Linked DNA regions of Pan troglodytes: regions 1 and 3 are each linked to region 2. Evidence: chromatin contacts called from public Hi-C and HiChIP or PLAC-seq data. All regions are on one chromosome and are shown on one strand. Each heading gives the region's core, a stretch centred on a gene start, on an enhancer-like site or on the middle of the called end of the contact. The rest is flanking DNA. Distances are from core to core; before and after follow the strand shown.

What was found. A called contact is a pair of places that touch in the nucleus more often than the background predicts. HiChIP or PLAC-seq counts read pairs in DNA pulled down with a chosen protein or histone mark.
Region 1: a Hi-C map of stem cell-derived neural progenitor cells shows a contact between it and region 2, with 2.5 times the contacts expected there. The contact joins the promoter of TMEM167B here to the promoter of GPR61 in region 2. A contact is called at or near these places in 1 of 7 Hi-C or Micro-C datasets (stem cell-derived neural progenitor cells) and 1 of 1 datasets of contacts at active chromatin or transcription factors (stem cell-derived excitatory neurons).
Region 3: an H3K4me3 HiChIP or PLAC-seq map of stem cell-derived excitatory neurons shows a contact between it and region 2, with 2.6 times the contacts expected there. The contact joins the promoter of PSRC1 here to the promoter of GPR61 in region 2. A contact is called at or near these places in 1 of 7 Hi-C or Micro-C datasets (stem cell-derived neural progenitor cells) and 1 of 1 datasets of contacts at active chromatin or transcription factors (stem cell-derived excitatory neurons).

What each region holds. Positions count from the first base shown.
Region 1 is chr1:122,397,764-122,401,887 of NHGRI_mPanTro3-v2.0_pri, reverse strand. TMEM167B (transmembrane protein 167B) reads left to right here and starts at 2,320. Exons shown (of 3, transcript XM_009427020.3): 1 at 2,320-2,461. The coding sequence starts at 2,452. LOC104001853 (a long non-coding RNA gene) reads right to left here and starts at 2,237. Exons shown (of 3, transcript XR_010159156.1): 1 at 2,129-2,237.
Region 2 is chr1:121,948,657-121,952,940 of NHGRI_mPanTro3-v2.0_pri, reverse strand. It overlaps GPR61 (G protein-coupled receptor 61), which reads left to right and starts at 2,388. Exons shown (of 2, transcript XM_003308266.6): 1 at 2,388-2,475.
Region 3 is chr1:122,205,427-122,209,657 of NHGRI_mPanTro3-v2.0_pri, reverse strand. It overlaps PSRC1 (proline and serine rich coiled-coil 1), which reads right to left and starts at 2,645. Exons shown (of 8, transcript XM_001149403.6): 1 at 2,513-2,645; 2 at 2,130-2,186; 3 at 1,968-2,025; 4 at 1,069-1,510; 5 at 587-701; 6 at 227-496. The coding sequence starts at 2,148.

The DNA.
Region 1 (4,124 bases), core at 1,071-3,570, 450 kb before region 2:
TGAAAATGTCAAAATGTTATAAAAATGTAAGTTTTCATTGTTGTGAGGACATAATTGATACTTAAAGACTACCAATATAGCAAAATTACTAAGGTGATGGCTGTAGGATTACAAGAGGGGCAATTTTTTTTCTTTTCTTTGTTTTTTTTGAGACAGAGTTTCACTCTGTTGCCCAGGCTAGCGTGCTATGGCAGTATCTCAGCTCACCGCAACCTCTGCCTCCCCAGTTCAAGCGATTCTCCTGCCTCAGCCTCCCAAGTAGCTGGGATTACAGGCATGTGCCACCATGCCCGGCTACTTTTGTATTTTTAGTAGAGACGGGGTTTCTCCATGTTGGTCAGGCTGGTCTCGAACTCCCGACCTCAGGTGATCCGCCCACCTCGGCCTCCCAAAGTGCTGGAATTACAGGCGTGAGCAACCGCGCCCGGCCAAAGAGGGGCAGTTATTATTATTATTTGAAATGGAGTCTCGCTCTGTCGCCCAGGCTGGAGGGCAGTGGTGCTGTCTCGGCTCACTGCAACCTCTCCCTCCCGGGTTCAAGCTATTCTCCTGCCTCTGCCTTCCGAGTAGCTGGGATTACAGGCGCACGCCACCATGCCAGGCTAATTTCTGTATTTCTTTTTTTCTTTCTTTCTTTTTTTTTTTTTTTAAGTAGAGACGGGGTTTCACCATGTGGTCAGGGTGGTCTTGAACTCCTGACCTCAGGTAATCCGCCTGCCTCGGCCTCCCAAAGTGCTGGGATTACAGGCGGGAGCCGCGCCCGGCCAGCTGCTGCTGTTTTAGACAATGGTTGATGAAGGATTCGAAGGCCTAAACAATAGAGCTTTTGTTCTGTTTTGTTTTTGAGTGGTCCTGAACAGTTCTTTTGGGCAGGGGAATTTGTCTGTGTGTGAATGTGCAAACATATATATAATCTGAGTGGCTGCCTGGCCTTGTCCTAGGTTTTGTCCCGTATATACGCCGTCTTTTTTTTTTTTTTTCTTTCTGCATATATGTATATTTCCTCAAGGCATCTGTCCTGCACTAGACTTTGGCTTGTCTTTCCAGGCCAGCTTCCAGAGGATGCTTTGGCAGTTTTCCCTCTGGGTAACCAAGCAGGCTGCAGCCAGCAGATGGCACTGCAGCAGAAAGGGGCAGAGTCCCTTTAGGCCCTTGACAAGCACGGCGGATTAGTAACCGTATAATTTAACCCTCCAGTTAGCCTTGGAGGACTCGGTGTCGCACTTCCGCCCGAACTCTAATAAAGCGGGCCGAGTTGTGTGCAATTAAGGATTTCAGTATGCAAATCTGAATCTGAACTTTCGTCTCCTCCACCCCACCCCCATCATTAGACTGGCAATGTCTTTTGTCACGTTGTCAAAGTGTCCCCAGAGAAGCGGTGTCTAGATATCGCCGATTTCTGGTTAAAGTGGCTGAAGTGAACCCAGCATTAATTAAATGCAGGAGAATAGAGATTCTCCTGATAGTTTAAGGAAAAGAAAAATTCACACAAGCAAACGGGCAACCATTTGAATGTTTTCCGACGACGTGGTGCTTTAGGATCTGAAAGATGCGACTTGGTTTTTGTTGTTGTTGTTGTTGTTGTTTTTGAGACGGAGTTTCCGCTCTTGTTGCCCAGGCTGGAGTGCAATGGCGCGATCTCGGCTCACCGCAACCTCCGCCTCCCAGGTTCAAGCGATTCTCCTGCCTCAGCTTCCCGAGTAGCTGGGATTACATTACAGGCATGAGCCACCGCGCCCGGCTAATTTTGTATGTTTAGTAGAGACGGGGTTTCTCCTTGTTGGTCAGGCTGGTCTCGAACTCCGACCTCAGGTGATCCGCCTGGCTCGGCCTCCCAAAGTGCTGGGATTACAGGCGTGAGCCACCGCGCCCGGCCGCGACTTGTTTTTGTTACAAGGTTCCTCATTTCATTTGCAACGTTCAGACGCAGTCTGACTAGATTTCCATCCGGAGTAAGGAAGAGCAGCTCAAGGGCAGTCACGGAGGCCGCAGGTGCGGCTTCTTCACCCGCGGTGCTGGAGTTCTCTCAAGTGGAAGCCCAGGACGATGAAAACCTCATAGGTAGGCTGCTGCTTACACACAGCAGCCGCCACGGCGCAAAATAAACTACAAAACTACAAGCCTTTACCTTTTCAAACACACTGACGCGGGCCAGCCCCAGCCCTACGCCCGCAGGGGCACGCAGAAAAGACTTAGTTACCACGGCCAAGTAGGAAGCCTCCGGGATAGCGTTCTTCTTACCCTACGTAAACACGCAGTTTCCCGAGCTCGACAATCGGCTAGCCACTCCTGATAGCGTTCGGCGCTCGCCTCTCGGCCCTTGCTCCTGCGTACTACGGCTTCTTCCAGTCGCCTCGGCCCGGATCGGGAAGTGTCAAGCGGGCGCTCCCCCATCTCCGCCGCTATTACCACTGAACCCGGACCCCCTACCCAGGTCCAGGGCCAGCCGCCATGACGAACGGTGAGAACTGATGCCCTTAGCGGAGGGTGGGAGTGAAGGACGAAGGGAAAACGTGGCGGGCGGGGCCGGGACTGACGTGGCCGTTCTCCCCGCCCCCTCCCAGCCCGGCCCCCCTTGGTCTCTCGACGCCCCTAACTTCTGTACCCCTATACTCCTCTACGGGTTCCCCCTTCCCATATTCATCTAGGACCCCCAGTGCCTCTTATGCTCACACCTCGAGTTATCTATCCCTATGCTTTGCTTTCCCTTTTCTTTTTCTTAGTTCTTTCTGGCCCTTGGAGAGGTCAGTCCCAGAGGTACTACTGCTATTTAAACCCGGGGAAGAGAGAGGCTCCTCCTCCCAGCTCCCTGCGTTCTCATGCTTTCGGACCGTAGTTTTGTTGAGAGGGCCAATAAATGACATAGAATATCAAGTCCCACACTTTTGGGGGTGCTGGTGAATGTAGACCCCACAAAAGCTTCTTCTTATGGAAAAATACCGGAAAGATTTCTATTTTAAAGTCCTGGCGGGGTGATCCCACGTGGAGACCCTGACTAGTGTTGCAAGGGGTGGATTTAGACACTGCCTCTTCTAGATGATGAGGCAGTTTATCTGACCTAATTTTCCAGGCCTCTTCAAACACTTTATGAATTCTGAATTCCAGAGGAGGACAGGAAGGAGGGCCTTCATGATTTTTAGCGTCAACCTTACAGGAAAGGAGAAGAGAAAGCCTTTTAGGCATTACGATGATTCGAGGGGCTCCGAAAAGCATTTCTCAAAAGTACTTTGTCCATAGACCTGGCACTGAAGACTCGAATTTAACCTCCTTGTGAATTTTGACATTGTCTGCAGAAACTTATGAGAGAAAAGGGGTAGCACGTGAAGGTATAGTTCCTCAGAAAACCTTAGTGTATGTATTAATTTGCTGGACCCTTTCTTAGTGACACCTTAGCTGTGAGACAGTTTTACTGGAGGAAGAGAGGTAGTGTGATCTAGAACTGGCGGACACTGGTTATATATAATATTCATTTGGAGCTTCCTGGGAAGTCAGAGGTCTCAGAATACTAGGCACAGTAAGAAAAGGGAATTTACCCAGAGGAAGACAGAATCTGAACCAGGAAGTAAGACAGCAGTTTGACACGGTAGTTGCTGAATAAATTTTAGTCATTCTTCCCCCATTTTGTGGTCCAATATCTTCTTGTTTTTTGCAATTAGGTGATTCATTGTGCTTCCCTGTACAAGAAATAAGCTTGGTTTATGTATTTAAGAAACAGAGCTAAGAAGTTAAAGCTTTCTATGTTGAAGCCTTAGATCCTTTTTCTTTGTTTTAGAAAAATCTGTTATTATTCTGGCAGAAATTCGGTTTCTTAGAGTATCATCCATAAAGTGTAAGATGATAGGAAAATTGTAGTCATGTGGGTTCTTACTCTTGCAACTTTCATTAAGCTTAATTTTTTGCCTTAACATATTCTTCACCAACAGTTGCACATCTGACAGTTTTGGCTACATATCTAGCTCTCCTTTATCATATGAGTGATTTATAACAAGAACATGTTAAATTCTCTGTGCTGAGTCTCTAAGGATTCATATGTCTCAATCTATTGCCAACACTAGTCATTCCTGGGATGCTAATTTCTGCCCAGGATTTCTACTTCTTGAAAGGTGAGGGGAAGGACCAGTGAC
Region 2 (4,284 bases), core at 1,139-3,638:
ATCATCTGCCCGCCTCAGCCTCCCAAAGTGCTGGAATTACAGGCGTGAGCCACTGTGCCCAGCCAGCATGATTATTATTATTATTATTTATTATTTGCCCACAGGCTAGAATAAGCAGTTCCCCCGCCGACCTCCTGAGCCAAGATGGTTCCAACAGCTGGAACATGCTGCCTCTTTGGTACTGCCTTTCCCAATAGCTCTCTGGGAGGGGCTTCAGGACACGGACGCCTTGCCTGCTGGCCACCACATGAGCTGTGATTACCTGTGCTAGCTCCCTGAAGCTGGAGAGGCAGGCTATGTTTGTTTTGCAGGCTCCCTACCACTATTAGATAAGCTTGGAAGTGAAGAATTTTGCCCATTTTCACAGACAGCCAACTCACAGGCCAAGGTCTTACCACCAACCAATAGAATGGCACCAAACTGGGACCAAGGTTTTCTGACTCCAGTCTAGCGCTCTTTCTAAAATCCTGTTCCAGTGGGCCCAGGTCTGCTCCAGTTCTTATTGAATCCCTTGGAAGGGGCCATGCCAGTCTGGGCTGGGGCCCTGCAGGAAGAATGTGGGTGCTGAGCAGGGACAGGCTTTACCTAATCCCAGACAATCTGCTTGATGCCAAATTAATCTTGCCAACACAACAGCACAGGGCTTCCTAAAAATCACTTTGCTGTCTACAGGTTTTCAATTTGGTATTTCCATTTGAATTTCTTGTACTCAGGTATGCCTAATTTTGAGGTCTGTTTTAGGCTTTCTGGAAGGCAGTGACTACTTCTATGAAGATAGCTTTTAGGGCTGTAGTCCACAGTCTTGTGTCAGGCCACTGGAGAGGCCACAGAACGAAGGGAGAAGGAGGAGGAAATACTTGGACTTCAAACAGATCTGGGTTCAAATATCAGCTCTTGCACTTATTAGCTGTGTGATTTGGGGAAAGTCACTTCTCCTCCAGCACCCGGTTCCTCACTTATAAAATAGGGCAAGTCATGGCTGCCTCATAGATTGGTGTGGGGATCAAAGAAACTGTATGTAAAGGGCCTGACACTCATAACAGCTCAAAAAGTGGTGGCTGGTGACAGCGGCACTTGCTGCATCGGCTCTTGGTTTGTCAGTGGCCTCTTTGTTTTTGACCTGGGGCTTGGGGCAGCCAACTTGTCCCAGTGAGGTCCTTGGGTAACTCATTGTTCTTATGGCTCTTTGGGTTGGGTCTGGTAAACAATTCCAGAATTCCCTTTTTCCTTCTTAGAGGCAGAAGGAGTCCCTAGATAGGCAAGTCTCAGGGAAGCAGGCTCTGGAGTAGGGGATCATGCCTGAATTCCCTGTTTAGACTCATGGCTCTGCCATGTGGAGCTATGTGGCTTTGAGCAATCTCTTTATCTCTCTGGGTCTCAGAAACATGGATACCTTGGCCAGTAGGATGTCCTACAGCTTTGCAATGTTAGGATTCTATCCTTGGGTATCAGTCATGTACCCGGGTAAATGATCATTTTCTTCATAGCTAGAGGGAGGCCATGCCCCTTCATTGCGTCTCTGAAGGCCCATCATGCCACAGATGGGCGATGCTCAGTGGCTGATGCTACCTAGCTCTGTCCAGTCCCACAAATCCAGATCAGTGTGAGCATTCCTGAGTCCCTGGCCCCCACTCTGTCTCCTTCAGGAAGCAGTGTTGTGGTGGTTCCCATGGTGGCTCGGGGGGATGTTAGATCCTCCTGCCCCCTCCCTGCCAATCTCCATCAGCCCTCACAGCCCCAGTTCCAATAAACATACAATCTAAGCAAATAATAGTAATGTGCTTTTGGGAGGCAAGGGCAGGGTTAAGACAAAGCCTTCAGCTGCCCTTCAAACCTGAGTGCTGCTCCTAAACCTGTCCCCCATACGCATTAGGCAGCTTCCAAAGGGGCCAAACCTTGGACCATCCCCTGGAGCCTCAGCCGCCTCCCTGGCCTAAGCCTTGGGGCCCTGGGTCTGCGCTGACCTGCCTGCATCAGCACCTTGGTTCTCATGTCACACAGAACCATGCATCTCGCCTATCTTCTCTTTGAACTGCTAAGAAATCAAAGCCAAAATGCAACTTGCCCAAGGTCACACGGCTAGTAAGTGCCATAGCCAGGCCTTAAACCTGGATTTTCTGACTCCATGTACTTTTTTTTTACTTCATCAGGCTGGTCAAGAGGGTCTCCCCTACCTATCATTTCCTGGCCCCACGAAATTTTTGAGACGCAATCCAGCAGCCTGAGAGAAGTGAGAGGAGTTGAGCTCACTGCCAGGCACCTTGCCTGGGGCATTGGTGCCCACCTTTTTGCTCCAGAAGTGACTCTGAGGGGCTGGGTGGGAAGCAGGAGGCCATTAGGACCCAGAGGCTCTCGGAGCACTCTGCTTTGCCGGCTGCCTCTCACCGCTCACTGCAGTGCTTCAGGCTTCAGCAGCCTTGGAGAAGCATCAGCTGAGAGGAGCTATCACATGGGAGCCGGGACTGCTCAGCAAAGGTAGGAGTTGCCGACTAGGCCAGGAATGGGGGCCAGACCCAGAGCCTGGTGGTGAGTGCCAAGGTATCCCCACAGAAGGGTGGCTTTCCAAGGACCAGCCCTGCCTACATTCTGGTGAGCAGTTTGATCAGGAGATGGGCTCTCAGGTATCCCAAAGGCGGTATTGGGGTGTGGGCATCTCTGAAGCCCAGAGCTGGGGGGTTGATCATCTCCTGCCAGCAGGAATACCCACATCCTGCAGACAAACAGCATTCTCCATCTGTCTTGCTCCATGTCATGGACATGGGTCTCCCACATTCTAGGAATGGGCCCTTCAGCATACAGGCTGATGGGCAACTGTGTCCTGGGCGTGGGCAACTCTGCTGAGGAGAGGTGTTGTAGCTCCCTGGAAATCTTCCCTAGCTTAGGAGGGGCACGCTCTTGTCTGAAGGAAGGCCAGGCTCAGGTCTTTGGGATGGAAGCTCTGGATCTGGAAAACAGGTGCATGTGAATCCCAATACCTCTGTGGCCTTGGGCTGGGCACTTATGCACATCTTGCATCCTGTAACTTGACCATGCCCCTGCTAGAGGCCCAGACCTCAGGCCCTAGTGGCAAAGCCTTCTAGGTACTGAAGGTCCTGGAGGTAAGAGGGGTGCTGTTGGAAGTAAGTAGTGGGGGAAGGAAAGCATCTGTTGGGGGAGTAGGCATAATGATATGACCTGGGAGAGGAGTGAGGCTCCCTGGGTTTCACCTATGAAACTGTTACACCACAGCCCTCCCCTCCATAACCCCAGTCCATTAGTGAGGGAGTGCCCATTAGCCAAATACACTGATCTGTCTGTTAAGAGGTAAATTGGAATCCTGGCATTTAGGAGTCACTGTGGAGACACTGGCAAGCTTGAGGGAGCTATGAAAAAGAGCAATGTCCAATGCCTTCTTGCTCAGGGCTCCATCATGGCTTCGTGGCATCCCTCCAGCTCCACGTGGAAACCAGGTCTGCTTCCCTCCGTCTGGGACTCTTGATGTCCATCCAGACATGGTGGGCCTCTCCTCCTTCAGCCACCAGGGAGGGACTCCGAACCACATCCTCTGGGCCTCACTCACAGACAGAAGGGATAGGTAAATCAGAGCATGGAGAGTAAGAAGGAAGGATGCTTCTCCTAGCATTTCTTTCAGGCATTTTTCCTGGTAGACTCTAATGAGAAGCTGATGTCTCACTTTTGTGCCCGCTCTTCAACTTCTCTGCAGACTCTAAGTCTCTGTGGGCATCTTAACTGTGAAATGAGCTTTCTGTGTCCCTAGAGAGAGGCACGTCTCTAGGCAGTTGCCCAAAGTTAGGGCTTCCTCAAGTCCAGGAACCCCGGCTATCCTTTCCACAAGAGAGTCCCTTGGCTGGCACACAGCTGGCTGACTGAGTGTTCTTGGAGTTTGTCCTAGGGGGCAGGGATTCAACTACCAATTTGAGTTTGATTCAATTCACAAAATTGTATCCAGCACCTATTGCATGTATAGCATGTTAGAAGTTGGATTGGTGTAAGGTTTATGGAAACACCAAAAACCAAAGGTGACTGTAAGGCTATAACTGTGGAGGAGAGTGGGGCCCATCTTGCCATGTGATCCTCTTTATTGCAGCCATAGAAATGATGGGTTTTTAAACTAAGCAACCTCAGTGCCTCCTCCCTACTTCTTGTTCTGTGACTGTAGTAACAGTCTAGAACCAATGCAGCTCTTGGTCAGGGATCCTCCAAGGGTCAGCTCCAGAGATCAGAGATTTGGGGATCTGGGGAGCAGGAGGTTGGTAGCAGCTCCTTTCCCACAAGAGGGGCACA
Region 3 (4,231 bases), core at 1,396-3,895, 260 kb before region 2:
TACTGGATGAAGGGAGCGAGTGTGGGATTAGTACTCTCCCCCTGACCATGAGGTATTTGAAAACTAAGACTCAGACTCTGTCCAGCCCCATATCCTCTCTGTAACTCAGTCTCCCCATCTTCCAATTGAATTGCAATAAGGATGGCAAAAGTGGTCACTGTTGACAGCTCTGGGAGGGTGAGGACACGCTGGGCAAGGGCGGGAATTCTTCCTCCTGACCTCTTACCCTTGTGTCCACTTTCCCGCACTCTGGGTCCTGCAGTGCTTGGTCTTGGAAGCCCTTTTCGAGTTGACAGAGAATCCGGAGGTAGGGCACCTCTGCCAGGTGGCACACTCCGGCTGGTGAGTGGCATTCGGCTGGCAGGCCTGGGGATGGCTGAGGGAATGGGCAGTTGACTGGAAGATTTAGCAGCTGCTCCCTGCGGCCGGGGCAGGCGTTGAGAGTTGCTGGTAGAAGGCTGTGGGGCCAGGACGGATCTGATGGGGGTGGGTGGGCCTGGTGGAGAGGAGTGGAGAAATTTCAGGGTCAATCCCACAAACTCCCCACTCCCACTCACCCGCAACTTGGCTGCTCTGGTCTCCTCACTGGCTGCTGCTCTCCCACTGGGCCCAGCTCTCCCCCGGACTGGGGGATTCGATCGGGTAAGAGGAGAAGATGCTGGGCTTTTGGATGCAGGGAACAGATTGCAAGTGGGTGACTCCTGAAACACAAAGAGAGAGAGAAAAAAGACTAGAGTGGAAAAAATATCTGTTCTGTGGCTTAAGGAATTAAGAAATAGAGGTGGAGAGTTGTCTACATCCCAGTAAGGAAGGGTAGAAGTTAGCTGCTAACATCACCACATCACCATCACCATCACTATTGCCAATACCATTTATTGAGTTTATCATAGACATATACTCAGACACTGTGGTAAGAGTTTTGGTTCTCTTTTTTCATGGTTCTCATTTAATTCCAACAATTCTAGATGTAGAAATACTATCCCTGTTTTACCAATAAGGAAACCACTCCCTGCATCATGGCACACACCATGTCTGGGGCACACCTCCAACTCAACTCTCTCAACTCACCCTCTTCATGTTGGAGGGCCTCTTTCCAGATGTAGCCCGGAGAGCCCTGACTGACCCCTTCCTATCATTACTCCGGAGTCGAGGCGTCAGGCTGCTTGGGGAGGGGGTGCTCCGCGTCAAAGAGTTCACAGTGGGCAGCAGGTCTCGGACAGGACTATCCTTCAGCACAAAGGTCTCCCGCCGAGGACTGGGCTTCACTCGGCGAGGCCCCAGGCCCTCGCCTGCGCTCTCCCGATCCTGCAGGGCACACTGCTCCAGCTGAGCGGCCAGCCGGTTGGCCTCATCGAGGATCTCCTCCAGCTTCTCTGGACTGAGGGGGCCTAGGCTGAGCCTCACACCCTGGGGGGCAGGTGCCACTGCATTTGGGTCACTTCGGTGGGAGAGGCCCCGTCGAAGTGGTTTCTCTGGAGTCACCAACACTGTTATGTCTTCCTCCTCACGGCTGAGACAGGAAACAAACCAGGCATCATGCCCATGCAAAAGGGAACAGGAGATTATGCAAGGGAGACTGCAAAAGAGCCCCACAACAGAGCCAGGGACATGACCCTAGGCCCTGATGCCCATGCTGGCTGTGAGATGTGGCCTCTGGGCGATGAGATACCTGGTTCTATGGGGCCTAATAGGCCTTTAGCATTTACGGACATCAGAAATGATGCCAGGATGGAGATGCAGCAAATCCACTTATCCTTCTTCTTAACACCCTGAAATCTAACTCCAGCTTCTCCCTTCTCTCCCCGCTACCAATAGTGTCATAGAGGCCCGAGTCAGCCAGCCGCCCAGCAGCCCCAAGTGCGCCAAACCTTGCTAAGTTACCAACCCAAGCCAATAATTCAGCAGTAAGGGATTCGCGACAAAGAGGTACTGTTAGAGGAAAATAAGTGGGATAAAGAGGCTGGTACCTGTCAGATGGTGACAGCCCCCCAAAGTCCAAGGTCTCATCCACAATAAACCTTACATCTGAAGGGGAAAGAAGAATGAAAGCCAGTCATGGGTCCCTGATGCAGCTCTCCATCGCTGGGTCTCACTCCTCCCTTTCATTCTTCCCTCCCTCCTTTCCTTACCTTCCTCCAAATCCTCCATGTCCAGCCAGCAGGAGCGAGAGTCCAGTTAGATCTGAGCTGGAGAGAAACCATACCTTTCCTCAGGTATCCATTCTGCCCAAGGCTCGCAGCTAGATTCAGGGTGCAAGCCAGGGTCGGGGGTCATGCTGGAGGCAAAGCAAGCGCCCAGGAGTGGCACCTCCCGCACAGCTACTCCTGCTACCTCCGGGAACGATACGGAGGGTTCCCCCAACTGCCCAGATTGCCCTGGAGCCGCCCTGCATCCTGGCCTCTCCTCACTGGGGGCGGCCTGCACGCCCCATCTTCCTCCCCGCCACTATCCTCAGGGTTCTGCACTCCCCAAGCCACCTTTCCACTCCCCTGGCATCACACGCGAAGCACACCTCCAGCCCACCCTGTGTCCACTTCCCGCGCCGCCTTATCTTCCACGCAACAGGCTTTCTCCCGCAACCTAGTCCCGGGAATCAGCTCCGAGGGGGCGGGGCTCCTTTCGAATCTCTCAGGCCCCACCTACTCAAGCCACACGCGCACCGTGATTGGTGAATCCTCAGGGGGAGGGGCTGAGGAGCTGCTGGCCGGAAGTCAGCCGGTGGGGGCTGGGGGAGAACCGTTCCCAGAAGACTGCATCCCGGTGGCGGAGCCGAGGGTTGAGGCTGCGAGTGCGCGTGCTCGCGTGCGCGGAGACTCTCTTTCCCGTAGGCAGATGGGAGCAGAGCGCGGCTGGCCAGGAGGGAAGAAACGGACCCACGAGTATGGAACTCGCGCCCCGGCCCCCTCCCTCTGCTGGGCCGCCGAGCACCCAGTCTCCAGAACGGTCGTGCTGCCTAACGTGGCCGCTAACCGACGCTCTACGGGAGGAAATTCGTTTTCTTGGGCGCACTCAATATGCAGGCGCCGCATTGGCCGAGGTTCCTCAGTTGTGGGTTTTTTCCAAGTTAAGGGAGCACCTAAACACTTATATTGTAGGTATATTGAGGTTCTCTTAGAAGTACATCCTCCATCGCCTCTTCAAGAACCTGAGGCAGCTGAGGTGCAAAGAAAGCAACGGGCTTTTCACGCAGGCAGGCTTGGGTTCAAATGCAACCCAAGTTTAACTGACCTCAGAACCCAAGTTTCGGTTTAGAGGCGGCTGCCTTGAGTATATTTGCCCTCTTTTCACCTCTCTTCGCTTATCTGTGAAAGGAGGATGTTGGTCCTCGCAGTTACGGTGTTACGAGGATAATTATGAAGGCGTTTTCTACCGTGTGCCCTTAGGGGATTTAGAGGGGGTGTTTGTAAGTAGCCCCCTCTGAACTAAAAGCAGTATTTGTAAAATGCTTAAACCAACTTGTTAGGAGTGTTGTCTCTGTTGTTTCTAAATGTTGCCCGGGCCACCAGTGAACTTGTCAGAGGCTTCAGACCAGAACGACTCCATCTGGAATAGAGGCTGGGTAAAATAAGGTTGAGACCTGGGCTGTATTCCTAGGAGGTTAGGCATTCTAAGTCACAGGATGAGATAGGAGGTTGGCACAAGATACAGGTCACAAAGACCCTGGTGGTAAAACAGCATGCGGTAAAGAAGCCAGCCAAAACCTACCGAAACCAAGATGGCGATGAAACTGTCCTCTGGAGGTCCTCAGTCCTCATTATACGCTAATTATAATGTATTAGCATGCTAAAAGACACTCCAGACAGCATCACCACGGTTTACAAATACCATGGCAACATCAGGAAATTACCCTACATGGTCTAAAAAGGGGAGGAATTCTTAGTTCCAGGGAGTTGCCTACCCCTTTCCCGGAAAACTCATGAATAATTCATCCCTTGTTTAGCATATAATCAAGAAATAACCATAAAAATGGCCAACCAGCAGCCCTCCGGGCTGCTCTGCCTCTGGAGTAGGCATTCTTTATCCCTTTTCTTTCTTAATAAACTTGCTTTCACTTTATGGACTTGCCCTGAATTATTTCCTGTGCAAGGGCCAAGAACCCTCTCTTGGGGTCTGGATCCGGACCCCTTTCTGGTAACAACAGGAGGAGACAGCAGGTCCGCACAAGATACAGGTCTCAAACATCCGTCTAATAAAACGGTGCAGTAAAGAAGCCGGCCAAATCTGCCAGAAA